2 separate regions of the Mus musculus genome follow, and region 2 is linked to region 1. A link is a contact called in public Hi-C data. All regions are on one chromosome and are shown on one strand. Each heading gives the region's core, a stretch centred on a gene start, on an enhancer-like site or on the middle of the called end of the contact. The rest is flanking DNA. Distances are from core to core; before and after follow the strand shown. Region 1 overlaps Mindy3 (MINDY lysine 48 deubiquitinase 3). Region 2 holds the start of Mindy3 (MINDY lysine 48 deubiquitinase 3).

Region 1 (7,560 bases), core at 3,425-5,924:
AAAAAGAGATAAATTGTATTTATGTCCATATTACCATCATTTGTAATCTAAAAACAATTTTGGGATAAAAGTATGAACATTCTTTTAGGTAGTCCTCTTGCTAGGGAAAAACAAACATTTAAACAAAATTTCTTTAGACAAAGAAGCATGAAAATTCTAAGTTTGGGGTGAGCTGCTGTTGTTCCAAGCTATATTATCTCCATCTGCAAAAGCAAAACTCTACCCTTCATTCCTGGGATGCAGGCTTACAGACAGAGACCACTTGTAGTCTGCCTGCTCAGAGGATTTGACGTGGCAGTGGGTCCAGCTGTGCCAGTGATCTGGCTAGTCCTTCCTGCTCCTGGTCTCGGGAGGAAACTGACTTTGCCATTGCCAGTTAATTGCTTTGGCTGTCGTCTTTGGGGCCCTGGCCATAGGCTAGGTCTTACCCTATAAGGGATGGAACAGTACTCCTGGCAGAGTGTTCCCCCACCCTGCCATCCTATTTCCTACTTAAACGCTTCCCCTATCATTCCCCCTTTCAAATGTCTTCTAAGGTAATTCTCTACCTTTAAGATCTATTTTCCTCCTATTCTTCCTCTTCTGCCATCTTTTTTTCCCTTCGCCAAAGCAGGCCCTTTCTGAAGTGCCTCAGAGTAATAGTGTAGAGTCAGATAAAGTACATGAGTGAGAAATGTGCTCCTGAGGTAAAATGGCAGGACTTGGAGATGCTTTGGGTTTTTGTAGACAAGATGTAGAAATGTCTAATGAGATATGTGTGTAATGATTAGAGTTGAAGGGACTCAATGGCATGTGCTTAACAGCTATGCTATTTTAAAATTTTTTATCCAATTTTTTTATCCAATTGAAACCTTGTCTCAACTCCCCAACCCACCCCACCCCCAAAAAAACAAAAACCAAAAAAAAAACCAAACAAACAAAAACAGAGAACACAGTGGAAGATGGTGATTTCAATTTAGTTGCTGAACTTAGTGCTCACCTTGTTGTATAGGAGATGCCCAGTGACCTAGAACTTAACCTTTCAAGCTGTTGGTATCTCTTTCTGACCTACAAAGAGAAATCATCTTTATAAGATTGTAAGAAAATTTTATCAGCTATTGGTTCCATCAGTAAGAAGAATATTACCATTTTTTGAACATATTAGAGGACCATACTGAAAATGTATTACATATTTTATGAAATTTTCTCTGATTTTAAATTTGAACTTTTCACTGTGTTTGTAGATTATCTTTTCTGATAGACTAGTGTTTTTTTGTTTTGTTTTGTTTTTTTGGTTTTTAGAGACAGGGTTTCTCTGTGTAACCCTGGCTGTCCTAGAACTCACTCTATAGACCAGGTTGACCTCGAACTCAGAAATGCACCAGGCTCTGCCTCCCAAGTGCTGGGATTAAAGGCGTGCGCCACCACCGACCAGCTACTACTGGTCTTTTTAAAGCTCTAACTAAACATTAGCCTGTGTTAAAAGCAAAGTTGGTATTGCTCTCGCTGACACAGTATCCTAAGGAGTCTGCTAGACAAACTCATAAAAGCTGCCCTATGCTGATTCTTGTCTTAAGGGAAGGTCACAGAATCTCCCTGTGGAGCCTTATGGAAATGGCAGAGTAGTCAAGCCGCAGAGTTCCCACAGGACCTTCTAATAGGGATGCAGGCAGGCAGGATGCAGTAAGTAAATGGACCCTTCCTTTCAAGAAGGAAACTGAACTCCTATTAAGTTGAGTAGGGAATGTTTCATGCTGGCTATCTGAGCTTTGGCAGAACAAAAAGTTTATTCTGCCAAAGGGAATATGCCCTGTGGGCATGAGTCTGCAGGAATCCCTCTGTGGTACCTCTGATGGTGTAGGGAACTTGCAAACTCACTGCACAAGAAAAAGAGTCCTTGTGCAGTAGTCTTTCAAAGTTGATCCTTAAAGAGTTTAGCACTCAAACTTACTTTGTCTTTTTAAGTCTTTCCCTTGACTATCAGAAGATGAAGCTAGTTCTTATTAAATAAGGCCTCACTGGATGAGTGTGTTCTTCGTGGAAGGAGCTGCATCCACATGTCCCTAGTCAGTGAACTTCTCAAAGTCGCACGTGCCTGCATGAGACATGCTTGCACACTTAAAGGCTGCAGTGTGACAGGCTCCTGCTGTGTGACAGGCTCTTGCCGTGTGACAGGCTCAGTGTTTGGGTCGTTGTCCTCTTAGCTTGTTCTCCTCCAACCATGATTTTCACCTGGGACTCTCTGCCTCTTTTTGTTAATGGGTTTAGGAATTAATTGCCTGGAATACTTTGTTCTTTGAGAACTTTACATTTGAAAATAATACTTTAGATATTATTGGATGGTCATCTTATTGTGCATTTTAGCCTAACTGTGGGTTAGTCATTGCTAAACCAACATTTTAAAAAATTGTTACTAACCTAAACAACTCAAGGAGTTTTGGTTTCAAAAGAACAAGGTCTAAATTCTTGTCAAAGTCATTTCAAGTTTCCTTTTGATGTTGATGTGATATTTGTAGCCTTGATTTTGTCCTATTTTGGAGCTGTAAAATCTCATTTTCATATATTCTCTCTCCCTCTCTCTCCTTTCTCTCTGTACGTGTGCATTCACACGTGCATGCACACACATTCACACATACATGTATGCACAGTATCATCTTTGATCTTTCCTATAATAAAGTGCATTTCCTCTCAGGTAAGAGCATATGAATACACATTATCATTTAAACAGAAATTACATAAAGAAGCTTAATTTAGTGTAAAGGAGAAACACAGTATACAGTGCACCGTATTTCTGTGATTGCAGTGCAGAGCAGGCTACTCTGTGTGGTGACCCATTTACCACCACAGTGAAGTAAGAGGGAGTGAGATCCTTTCTTTAGGTCCTTTCAAACTTCTCAGTTCTGTTGTAGTGGAAAATAAATGGAATGTTTTATAGTCTTTAATGTTTAGTATTCTGAGGAAAAATAGCCCTTATGTATCTTTAATTATTGGATAAAACTCTTGAGAATTAAAATACGTAATTCCTGAGCATTCTGGAATAATTTACTTCTGTATCTTAGTGAAGCTAATCATCTTATCCGTCTGTCTTAGATCTTACTATTTCTGCTAATGTTTATATTTTATAACAGACACGACAGGAGAAGAATAGATTTAAGAAACTAAAGTATTTATTTTAGATTAAATCATAATTTGTGTAACTTAACATGTTTTCCAAAATAAATATAACAAATAATTTTACCTAAAATATTTGAAAGTTTGATAAGAAGTCTATACAAATTAGTCATTTTCAATTATTTTGGTCTTAAAAACATGAAGTTTTAACTATAAGCTTTCCTAAGCTTAGCATATTTTAGGCTAATTTATTAATTTAAGATTCTGTTGATGATTTGTATCACCACCAAAGAAGGGAACCTTTCTGTTTTTGATGACTTTAGCAGGACTGTGGAGTAGACTGTCAGTGTCCTGCCTGGACTTAAGCATTCCTTGTCCTGTTGTCCTCTCTGCTGTGCTCTGGCTGAGTGCATTATCTGCTGTGGTTAACTGTGACCCTCCATCACAGTGGATTGTCTGCTGTGGATAACTGCAGCCTTCCTCTGCCTCAGTGTCCCTGCTTCCAGGAAGCAGGGCCTGCCCCCCTTGTCTGTTGCAATAGAGAATCAAATGATTGCCTAAAGAAGATAGAGCATCCTGGGCGGGGGGCCTTAAAGCTGTTCTGTCTTGATAAAGCCTGGTTTTCTTTAGCCGGTGGTTGAGTCCACAGCTTTAGCTATTTAATTGAAGGAAAAGACTGTAGTCAGTAGAGTTTATTACTGGAAGTAGCTTTTATTTTATATAAATATTATATACTTAATATATGATCATTCCTAAATGTGCTTACTGAAATCTTGGTCTACAGTTTTGGTCTAGCCTTGACATCTTTGACAATGTGATTGCTAACTCTTGCTTTGTTTTTAATTCTTACTGAATTATCTATATAAAATAGGGAAATTGAAAGAGTATTTTCTAAATTGCTCTAAAGGCAGACCAAATATAGTAGCAGTCTTGATACATTACAAAGTAGGTACCCAGAAGCATTGGGCATGAAGCATCTGGCCGGATTAAAAAGATAGTTACACATGTGGGTTTCACATGTACAGCAATGGAGAGAGGGCTACTCATTTCTCTTAGTGACGTTAATGATTATAGTGCAGGAATTTCTTATTGCCCTTACAGACATTGCCTCCCATTGCTGTGTGCTTTTACTATGCATGTAGAGCTTAGAGTTGTGTGGACGAACAATCTCAAAGGCTTTTTCTATGCTGATGACTTGGGTTTTGCTCTTACAACAGGAAAAGTACCACATAGCATGGCTACTGTGGAGGTAGCCTGGGGCTTCTGCATGTTTTTTAAAACTGAAAACTTAAAAAAAAAAAAAAAAAAAAAAAAGACTGCTACTTACCTAGCTTTAAATGATACTATGTGTTTTGAGAACATTTAATGGTTAACTAAAAAATATTTCTTAAAAAAAACAAAAACAAAAACAAAAAAAATATTTCTTGGTAGTTCCCAAATGATTTTTTGTATAATTAACAAGACCAAGTCAGGATGAAGTAGATTATGAAGTGGCTTTAGATTTTACTTAAAATCAAAAGTCAGTTACATTTCTCTTCTGGTTTGGAGGGACTCTTAATGGCAATATAAACTGTCTGCAGGTTAAAATAGCGTTTTTGTAGCTGCACTTGCTGCACTGGGTAACTAACCTGCTCGAGGTTCTTTGATTACAACCACAGATTCTTCTTGATGGTGGAGAAAGGTGTGATGAGCAGATTTTAAAGACCTCCTCAGTTACCCTGCTGGTACCTAGCCAGCACGGGCCTGCATTTCAATACACATTAAGAAGAGGTAAAGTTACAACATTGTAAAAAGACTGTGTGCAGGCGAATAATTATGCTGATAGGACACAGAATGCTGCATGAAACAGAGACATGGCTCAGATTCCTGACTGTGGCATATTGGGTATGCCCTTTGTATCTCAGTTCCTGCTTCTCTGCCTCAGAACAGCACTAGTTAACAGGAATGAAGCTGGCTGGTCTTGAAGGCTGTGGTGTTCTCCAGCAGTCCCTGTTGACCTCTAAATGAGCTAAAGACAGATGACTCATCCTAAGAGCGCCATGGCCAAAGCACTGATTGTGTCATGCGAATATATAGAGGTCATTTTAGGACAAAAATAATTTTGAAGGTAACTCTAACTGAACACATTTGACTTTTGTGTTTAAGATGTTTTCTTCCCAAGAGAATTTGAAAGCCAGGCGTGGTGGCGCACACCTTTAATCCCAGCACTCAGGAGGCAGAGGCAGGCAGATTTCTGAGATCGAGGCCAGCCTGGTCTACAGAGTGAGTTCCAGGACAGCCAGGGCTACACAGAGAAACCCTGTCTCGAAAAGAGAGAGAGAGAGAGAGAGAGAGAGAGAATATTTGAGTTTCGGATGCTTTAACCTTTTGCAGCTCTTTCCTAAGTGGTTAGAGTAGAGATGAAGAAAAGGCAAGTAACTCTGACAATGTGAGTGACTTAGAAGTACATCATCAAGGCCTCTTCAGTTAGAACTCAGTGCTGGGTGCGAGATTGGAGGCTGAGTGGTATCTATTTGAACATCACATTATAAGGTAATTTTGTTAAGATCACTATAATGAAAATGTTGTAAGTACTGTGACATGAAGTGCAAAGATAAAGTCTTTCTTTACAGACTAATAGGTGAGCCAAAGTGAGGAAGAGCTAGTCGAGGAGAAGGAGAAACTATGGATGTGTGTATTGGAAGACTGGCAATGTGCTAAATGGGAATGAAGTGTGAGAGTTCTTACTGTCTTAGAAGTAGAAACTCTGAAGGAGAGAGTCCTCTTCATACTCACACAATTATTCATGAAAGTTTTAGTTTATTTCCTCGATGTAAAATAGGAAATTTGAGAATTATGATGCCCTCACTGAAGTATTCTGCTTTAGGATTATAAAACACTCCAGGGGGCTGGTGAGATGGGTCAGTGGTTAAGAGCGCCGACTACTCTTCTCAAGGTCCTGAGTTCAAATCCCAGCAACCACATGGTGGCTCACAACCATCCATAATGAGATCTGATGCCCTCTTCTGGAGTGTCTGAACCCAGCTCTAGTATACTACATATAATAAATAAATAAATCTTTAAAAAAAAAACACTCCAAATTAAGAAGGAGTTATATTTCTGGTTAAATTTGGTACACAAATACATTGAATATGCAGCCAAATTTGCCACATGGATCCCGCAGCCATGGCTCTTTATGCTAGGAACTTTGCTTCTCCCCAGCATCCTGACAGAGCAAGGTGGCCAGCAGAACCAAGAGAACAATGTGCTCTTTTGTTCAAGTCTCATATCTTGCTGGGTTAGCATGGAACATGCTTTTATCTTTTGATGCTTGGAATTTAGACACAAGGCACCTTTAAGTTCTTTCTTGTGAGTCTGTGTTTGAGACACTTCTGCTGGGGATGTTAATGTAACCCTTCTTGTTCCAGTGGAAATGGCAGTGTCTCTTCCCTCAACTTTACAAACAAAAGTACATTTCCCAAAGTTCACTTAAGAATAGTAACATAACGCTTTGTTTATATTATCGGCCAACTCATTCCCCTAAATGGAGTAATTTGCTTCTGTTCTTACACAGAATACTACTGTAGTTCTTTATTACAAATTGTAAATGTATAGGTATAAATTTGTGGAGTGTAAAGAAATATTTTAACTCATGAACTCACTATGGAAGTAAGTTAGTGTCCATTACCTCCAACCCTTAGGATATTTGGGGAGAATACTTAAGATTTACCATCTAAACAGTTTTGAGGTGTAGTCACCTACTGTCTGTACTTCTCATAGTATGTACTAGAACTGAAAGGGAAAACCTTCCTTCAGTCGCCCTATTCCTCTTATGCCCCATCTTCTGTAATCACCATTCTGATCTATGCTTGTGAATTCAGTTGCTTTAGAGTTTACACATCAGTGAGAAGAAGAACCACTTACCCTTCTGTGCCTGGCTCATCCTGCAATCGTTTCCAGTTCTGGGGCTGGTAGTGGAAATGACCATAGTTCTTTTTGTTAAGACTGAGGAGCGTTCCATTGTATGCTGCTTTTGTTAATTCATTCATCTATTATGAGACATTTGATTTGTTTCTATGACTTGACAGTGCACCTGACTTCAAATCTTTAGGGTTATCCCAAAGTTTTGGGATTGCTGGATTTTACAGTAGTTCTTTCAGAGAATTTCCACACGGTTTTTTCAAAATGGCTGGGCTGTTGTACATTAATTCCTAACCACCATGGCAACAGCTATTTTAACTTTCTTGCTGACATTTGTCTTTTCTGACAGTAACAAGGAAATTTCATATTTTTTGCCATAACTTGCATTTCCCAGAGTCCCAATACTGAGCTTTTTCATTTGTTTGTTTTCAGTTAATTATGTGGCATTTTGTGTGTCTTGAGAAATGTCTAGTCATGTACCTCCCCACTTTTTAAATTGGATTTTTGTTTTCTTAATATTAAATTTGGGCTCCTTATATATTTGAGATAGTAACTCTTTATGACATGGTT
Region 2 (7,560 bases), core at 1,800-4,299, 47 kb before region 1:
TATGGCCTTATTGGAGGAAGTGTGTTACAGAAGGAAGGCTCTGAAGGTTTAGAAGACACATGTTCACAGTGTTCTCTCTGATTCTGCCTGCACTGTGAGAAGTGATCTCTCAGGTGTCCCTGATGCCATTATTTTACTCCAACCATCAGGGGCTTTAACCCTCTGGAACTTTCAGCCCAAGTAAACACATTCCTCTATAAAGTTGCCTTAGTCATGGTGCTTTATCACAGCAATAGAAAAGCAATTAAGACATAGTATTCGTTATGAAATTAAATATGTATATATATTTAAATTGAACAAAAGCATGCTTTTAAAATACAGCCTTTTCTCTCTGTATTGCTAGATATCGGATCAGCTATGTAATAACTATCATTATACCACTGGGAAAAACAAATATAATATTGAATTATTAAATGAATATATACATATACATACACACACACACACACACACACACACACACATACATCTATTTATGTATATATTCTGCCCTCCGGCCTCTGGTGAAGCCCAAGATCGTCAAAAAGAGGACCAAGAAGTTCATCAGGCACCAGCCAGACCGATTCGTGAAAATTAAGTAAAACTGGCAGAAACCCAGAGTCATCGATAACAGGGTGCGAAGAAGATTCAAGGGCCAGATCCTGAGGCCCAACATTGGTCACCGGAGCAACAAGAAAACCAAGCACGTGCTGCCTAGCGGCTTCCGGAAGTTTCTGGTCCACAATGTCAAGGAGCTGGAAGTGCGGCTGTGTAACAAATCTTACTGTGCTGAGGTTGTTTGCAGCGTGTCCTCTAAGAACCGAGGAGCCATCGTAGAATGAGCAGCACAGCTGGCCATCAGAGTCACCAATCCCATCGCCAGGCTACGCAGTGGAGAAAATGAAGAGATGGCTTGTGTGCATGTTTTGGGTTAAAATAAAATCACAAAAACTGCAAAAAAAAAATTACACCTTCCGTTTGAGATATGTATGTCTTAAGAGTTGGCAAAGCTGGAATGTTGGTTTGTCACAGGAAGTAAATTTTAGTCCTAACTTTCAGTATATGTTTCACTCCTTTGATTAATACTTATTTTATTATAATATTTCATGCATCTGCATTTTAGGAAAAAAGTAAATAACTCTCTGCAATTGTAAGGATACCATGGTCATAGAGAGTTACAGATGAAGTACTGTGAAATTTCACAAGTTATTGTTGGTTTAGACTGTAATGACTGAAGAAAGCTTTATGTAAAATAACATGCATATTCTGTCTTATAAAATAGCTAAGATTCACTGTATAAAATTAGGTTAAAGAAAACTCTAGGACCAATAAAATAGCACATTAGTAGATTAACACATAAAACAGATTAATGAGTTTGATGCCTAGCCTGAAACATGCCTTCCATCCTCAGGAATGAAAGACCCCATTACCTCAGGTTTTCCTCTTATACTACATGTGTGCCATGCTATGCAAAAACCCATATGTGCAAGTGTGTTTACACACACACACACACACACACACACACACACACACACACACACACAGACACACACACACAGACACACACACAAATAAATAAATGTAATTTTTTTTTTTTTTTTTGAGACAGGGTTTCTCTGTATAGCCCTGGCTGCCCTGGAACTCACTTTGTAGACCAGGCTGGTCTTGAACTCAGAAATCCATCTGCCTCTGCCTCCTAAGTGCTGGGATTAAAGGTGTGTGCCATCATGCCTGGCATGAATGTAATTTTTTAAAAAATAATATAGAGAATACAAGAGACATTTTTAAAAACTCATGAGGAAGGCCGTGGTCACAACAGGTATTTTTAGCAATCCCCTGGTACTACAGGGAAGAATGCTTTAAAAAAACTATACATTAGGAAACCCTTGTTTTCAAACTGGGTGATTTAAAATGAGTTCATTTATCTTAACTAGTTAACGTGGAACAAGATAAGATATCTGTATTTTGAAATCAGCAAACTATGTGTCTTGAAAAATTACTATATTAAATAGCAAGGTGCCTAAAATGTGAGTCATTGGTGTTGCATCAAATTGCCACAAAATATCTTAATGAATAAAATATCCCTTGTTTTGTGAATATATTCCATATGCCAGAAAGGACCTGGATCCTTTTACACATTTTTTTTCTTTTATACCTCACAATATGTGTAATGGTGATAAGTGTATGGCAATTACTAATTTAGGGAACAACAATCAAAGGTGGAGTGAAGCTAACTTGATATTCAGCATGGAAGAGTCTGGGGTTTTCATGACTCAGAGTCCGACTTCCAAATAAGTATGAAATACTGCATTCCAGAAACAAATAAGCAAACAAACACCCCAATGTCCACAAACTTTTATAATGCACATTTGCCCTTTCCATTCCTAATTGTCAAAGCCAACCAATGAAAATTCTTTTTTAAATGCCACAAATAGTTTTCATACTAAGTATAATGGAATGTTAATCCTTGAATAAAACCTGGGTCTTTAATCCCAAGTACTGCCAACATAGGGGCCTTAAAATTTCGATATGAAATCTGTGCTATTTATCAATTGGTTGGTTTAGGTCAGCTTAGCCCCAGTTAGCTTTGTAATGTGTTATACCTGTAGAGGTATTTTAAATACACAAATGCATTTACAGGTGTAACTAGCTAATGACTTGGTTGGATTTTTTTTTTTTTAAGGTTTATCAAGAGACTGAGGAAGGCAACTTTCAACTCAAGGGTATAGCCCATCCTCTTATAATTCTAGCTTACATAATATTCTAGATTTCAAGGACCAGGTAACAGCAAAAGCCTCAAAGCCTGCTACAAAAGTAGAGCAGAAATCAATTTTTTAAAAAAGGTTAAGAAAAAAAGTAGAGCAGAGTCCAGGAGAGGAGGTCTCAGCCCCCTGGTAGGGCAGTGCAAAAGTCAATAGTCCAACTATCCCCAAACAGGACAGCTCCCAAAAAAAGCCAAAGTCTCCTAGCGTTTAGAGACTCTCTCTCCACTTCTGCTTCCGGGGAAGAGATTTTTTTTTTTTCTCCCAGCCCTCCGCGGGGGCGGGGCTAAAGGAAGCCGGAAGTCAGGCCGCTTCCGGCAGGGGAAACTCCTAGTTGCCGCTTCGCCCGGCTTGACAGGCGGTCTGTGCCGGCAGTGTGCTGCCCTCACCCATCTCGACCTCCCGTTCGCGTCCGACCGCTGCCGTCCCGCTGCCCTTTTCTCGAGCCTCCCCTTCCCTATGTTCCGGGACCGGAGTCCGAGAAGCAAAGACCCACTTCTTGTCCAGTTCCCATCATGTCCGAAGTGACCAAAGAGCTGCTGGAGCTGGTGTGGGGCACCAAGAGCAGTCCCGGACTGTCGGACACCATCTTCTGCCGCTGGACGCAAGGTACCAAGGCAGGGCTCCGTTCCAGCCGCTCAGCTTGGGCTCCGGGAGTCGGGCCAGGACGCCTCTTTCGGTCCCATTACCCCCGCTCCACCATCTCGCCCCGACCCCATCACCTCGGGTACCTGGCGCTTGGCCCCAATGCCCATTCTTCACCAGTACCCGTGCTTGGTCCCAGTAACCACGCTTTAGGCACTCGGGGCACCCGCGTTCTGTCCCAGTAGCTCCAGCCCCTCCGGTCCCCTCACTCCTTCCCTGTGCTCGCGCTTAGTATCCCGGCTTCAGTCCCTCTAGTATCCGCACTCTTTCCCCGTACCAGCCCTTGGTCCCAGTACCCCAGCTGCGGCTGCTCGGCTTCCCGCACTCGCTTTCTTTCCCTGTACCGGCGCTTGGTACTAGTACAACTCTAATCTTCCGGTACTCGCACTCTTTCCTACAGAGTTTGATCCCAGTACCCCTGCTCTGACCACTTTCGGGACTCTGCGCTCAGTTCTAGATCCCGGACTTGATTCCAATAACCCGGCTCAGACACCTCGGGTACTCTGTGTTAGGTTCTATTGCCATTGCTCTGGCCTGTTGGATACCCAGAGCTAGTACCCCTGCTCCAATTAGTGGTTCTCAGCCATCCTAATGTTGTGACCCTTTTATGCAGCTCCTCATGTTGTGGTAACCCCTAATTATAAAAGTATTTTGTATAAAAGTACTTCATAACTGTAATTTTGCTACGGTTACGTAGTAATATAAATATCTAATATGCGACTCCCAGGGGGTCGCGACCCACAGGTTGAGAACCATTGCTCTAAATGGCTTTTGATGAGGAAGAGTTTGAGTGAGAGAGTGTTTACCAAAGAACGCAAGTGCCTCTGCCACTCTGGGCTAACCTGCTGCAGGAGTGAAAGGGGAGGGGCCCTGGGACTGCAATGTGTGATACAAAGAGGGTGCCACTGTTAAGATCATTACATCTCCAGCCTTCGAGTGAGCTTTAAGTTATCGTCAGTGTTTGGAATGTTTTTTGGATGGGTGGTGGGAGGGTGGAGATCTAGGTGAGTAATACGGGAAAGCAGTTTCATGTTGTAATTAATGTGGTTAGGTGTGGTGCTCTGAATGGAAACACAGTGTTGCTTGCTGCTAGATTGTTCCCTTGTCTTCAAGTATCCCTGATTTTGTGATGGCATCTGATATTGTTGGTTACATTCTTTAAAGGAATATGGATCACAGCCCTTCCTCTGCTAGTCTAATGATGCTCAGAGCTACTCTTAGAGGGCAGTGATAAATGTTGCTGTCGATAGTCTTTTGGGATTATGGGAGTAGTCATAGGGCACGGACTTCCTGCATTAGTAAAGTGGCTTGATTTTTGTGGTCGATAACTGCATTGAATTGACAGCTGTAACCTCAGTCTTCGGAAAATAAGATGCAGGTATAAAATGGTTTGTAGAGCAAAGGTACACTCAGAGAGTTTGCATTTGTGAAGTTACATTTGTAAAGCTACTATGTTGCTTTGCTTTGCTTGTTAAAATAAGCCAACCCAATAACACATAGTTGTTAGTTTTTCATTGATGGACGGTTTCAGTTAACTCTTTGGAAATTCACTTCAGCTAAAGAAGTATGCATTTTGGGTTATTTCTGAGCAATTCTTATTTAAGTATTTGCTTTAATTTTTTACTTAAAATCATATGTATATGAATGTTTTGCTTCTTTGTATACATGTGCACCACGTGCATACCTTGTGCCTACAGAGGCCAAAAGAGGGCACTGGAGTCCCTGGAACTGAAGTTATGTATGGTTGTGAGCCTGCATATGGATGTTGGGAATAGAACCAGGGTCCAATTCACAAGCAGTCAGTGCTTTTAGCCACTGTGCCATCTCTCCAGATCTCCAATTTTGTTTAAAATCAATAATCCCTTTAATAAAAGGCTTGAATTGAAGTTATTTTTGCTTTTTAATAAGGTCTTACCATGTAGCTTTGTCTGGCCTTGAACTCACAGAGATCTACCTGCTTTGACCTCCTGGGTGCTGGGATAAAAGACAGTGCCATGTCTTGCAGCTCCAAACTGACGCTTTTTAGTTTGACAATTTGGTTTTTTGTTTCCGTTTTCCCCTGGTTTGCCTACCTTGTGAAAATGAGTTTTCACTTTTTCAGTTCATTGGCAGCACTTGCTCTTTTCCTGTAAAACACACTGGTGTCCTGAGTCCTGGCCGCCAAAGCCTGGGCTGGCAGAGCAGACGTCAAGCACCTGCAATGGTTATTAGGTGAAGGGACAGAGAGTCCTGGAAACACTTGAGTCCCTGGAGGGAGCCATGTAGGTATCTGAAGAAAGTGTTCCATACGCAGGGCCTCACCCCTGTACAAATCTTGGTGTCTAATGTTCCTTGGACTTTTGGTTCAGTGTGGCTGGGGGGAGGGGCGCAGTGGGAAGGGGGCAGGAATAAACATTCTAAAAGTAATATGGTCATTCATATAAGCCATTAAAAGGGCATTGACCCACATTCTGAATGAAATAAGAATTTCACTGAAAGGTTTGGAGCAAAAGAGACAGAGGTTCTGGATTCAGGTTGGTTTGGTTGCTGTGGTCGAGAGTTGCAGAGGTGAGATGGTAATTAATCAGATGGTCCCTGCTGTAGCCCCCGAGGGAAGGTGGAGCAGATCTGGATGTTAGCATTGGAGATAGTAGAAAGTGGTCATGTTGACCATGTCCCAGCAGAACCCAAACTGGTGTCTTCTGTCTGACAGAAGTAGTATTGCTCATACATTGGACGTACTAAGAGTTCAGTTTTCAGTGCTGACTGTGTAACTTGGTGTTCGGTAGACTCCCTGTCAGGGACTTTGCTCTTTCTAGGTTTTCCTCTGGTGACGCACAAAAGCTGCCCTGCTTCTTAACACATCGTTTAAGAAGCCTTTGAGGCCTGTGCTTTCCTGGCCTTAACTTAGCTCTTCGCAGAGCTCAGAAAGCACACTGTCCCTTCCTCCAAACTTCTTGTTTTATTGTTTCACCTGAAGCTGTGGTGGGAAAGAGGTACTGGCTATAACAGCTTAACGTGGGAATATTGGTTTGTTTTGTTTTGTTTTTTGTTTTGTGATGAGGCAGGCCATCTTGATTAAAATTAGATTGGGGGAGGGGTTCAGGAATAAGAGACAGTCTTTATTACATAATATGAAAAATAAAATTTTTATGTTAGTGAAAAGTTGAGGGATCATTAAAAAATATAAAATGGCCAGCAAGATAGGTCGGTAAGGAAAGGTACTTGTTGCCAAGCCTGACCCTGAGTTTAACCCTCAGTACTTCTAGGCTTGAAAGAGAAAGATAACTTCTGCAAGCTGTCCTCTCACAGCGGTACACCACACACACACATATACACTTTTCATTACTAGATCATTTGGGTCAAAGTTTGAGCTTAGGTTTTCCTTTCATTTAGCATAACTAAATTGTAATTCACCTAACAAGCGATTTTTTTAAAAGCCACAATGTTCCTACCACAGGAGAGGATTAATTATTTGGTACTTTAAATATGTAGTATAGTCTCGTTAATTCAAAGATTTTAAATGTCTGCCATATGATGTTATGCTGTCCAGGGTTCACAATCTTCAAAGACAACAGAGGGTAAATGTGTCTAGTCTAACACTATTAGCTAAGGAAAATGGGGCCCCATTCAGATACTTGACTTAACCCAGACCATGTGGCTTATAGTAGTCGAACCAAGTCTGTGCTGTTGGTTTTACACCGGCTACTAAGACTTTAGAGCCCTTAGTTGCCCTGTTGGTTGGAAGGATGTGTGGGTACAGTGGAGGCTTGAGAGTAAAGAGTGAAAATTTGCAAAAAGGTTCATGGGCCACATTTAAATTAGGTGTTATAAAATGTGATACTGAGGACAGAGTCACTGTCTTCATTGTGTCACAATATGTTACAGATGTTACAAAACTCTCTGTCAAATCAGTTATTAGATGAGTAATTTTAGATTTAATCAGAAATTGTTGTTTTTGTAATAAACAAATTTCTTTTAAATCTAGGAAATAATGTGAGTGAAAAAACATTTGACAAGAAAAGTAGCCTTACATTAACAAACTCATGTTCAAGGGCACAAATAAAACAACTCTCTATCGTGTGATTGTAACTGTAAGCAACCTTCCATGGATCCTGATAGATGCATTATAATAGACTTTTTACTAATGTTTTTACTTCTTCTTTGAATATTGGTGGACTCCTTAGGGAAGGCT

Evidence for each region. A called contact is a pair of places that touch in the nucleus more often than the background predicts.
Region 2: a contact with region 1 is called in a Hi-C map of the G1E-ER4 cell line, with 1.9 times the contacts expected there. The contact joins the promoter of Mindy3 here to the enhancer-like site in region 1. A contact is called at or near these places in 2 of 484 Hi-C or Micro-C datasets (the G1E-ER4 cell line and nephron progenitors), 1 of 115 datasets of contacts at active chromatin or transcription factors (embryonic stem cells) and 3 of 9 other capture datasets (adipose tissue, liver and pancreatic islet).

The regions. Positions count from the first base shown.
Region 1 is chr2:12,369,140-12,376,699 of GRCm38.p6, reverse strand. All of the region lies in intron 10 of Mindy3 (MINDY lysine 48 deubiquitinase 3), which reads left to right. Among named protein-coding and RNA genes, the nearest start is that of Mindy3, 47 kb to the left of the region's middle. Within about 2 kb of position 4,674, at least 14 of the 459 cell types and tissues checked have an H3K27ac peak or open chromatin away from gene starts, as enhancers often do. A contact at or near this core is called in the G1E-ER4 cell line, where this site is marked.
Region 2 is chr2:12,414,949-12,422,508 of GRCm38.p6, reverse strand. Mindy3 (MINDY lysine 48 deubiquitinase 3) reads left to right here and starts at 3,049. Exons shown (of 15, transcript NM_024185.4): 1 at 3,049-3,350. The coding sequence starts at 3,257. It also overlaps the pseudogene Gm13321.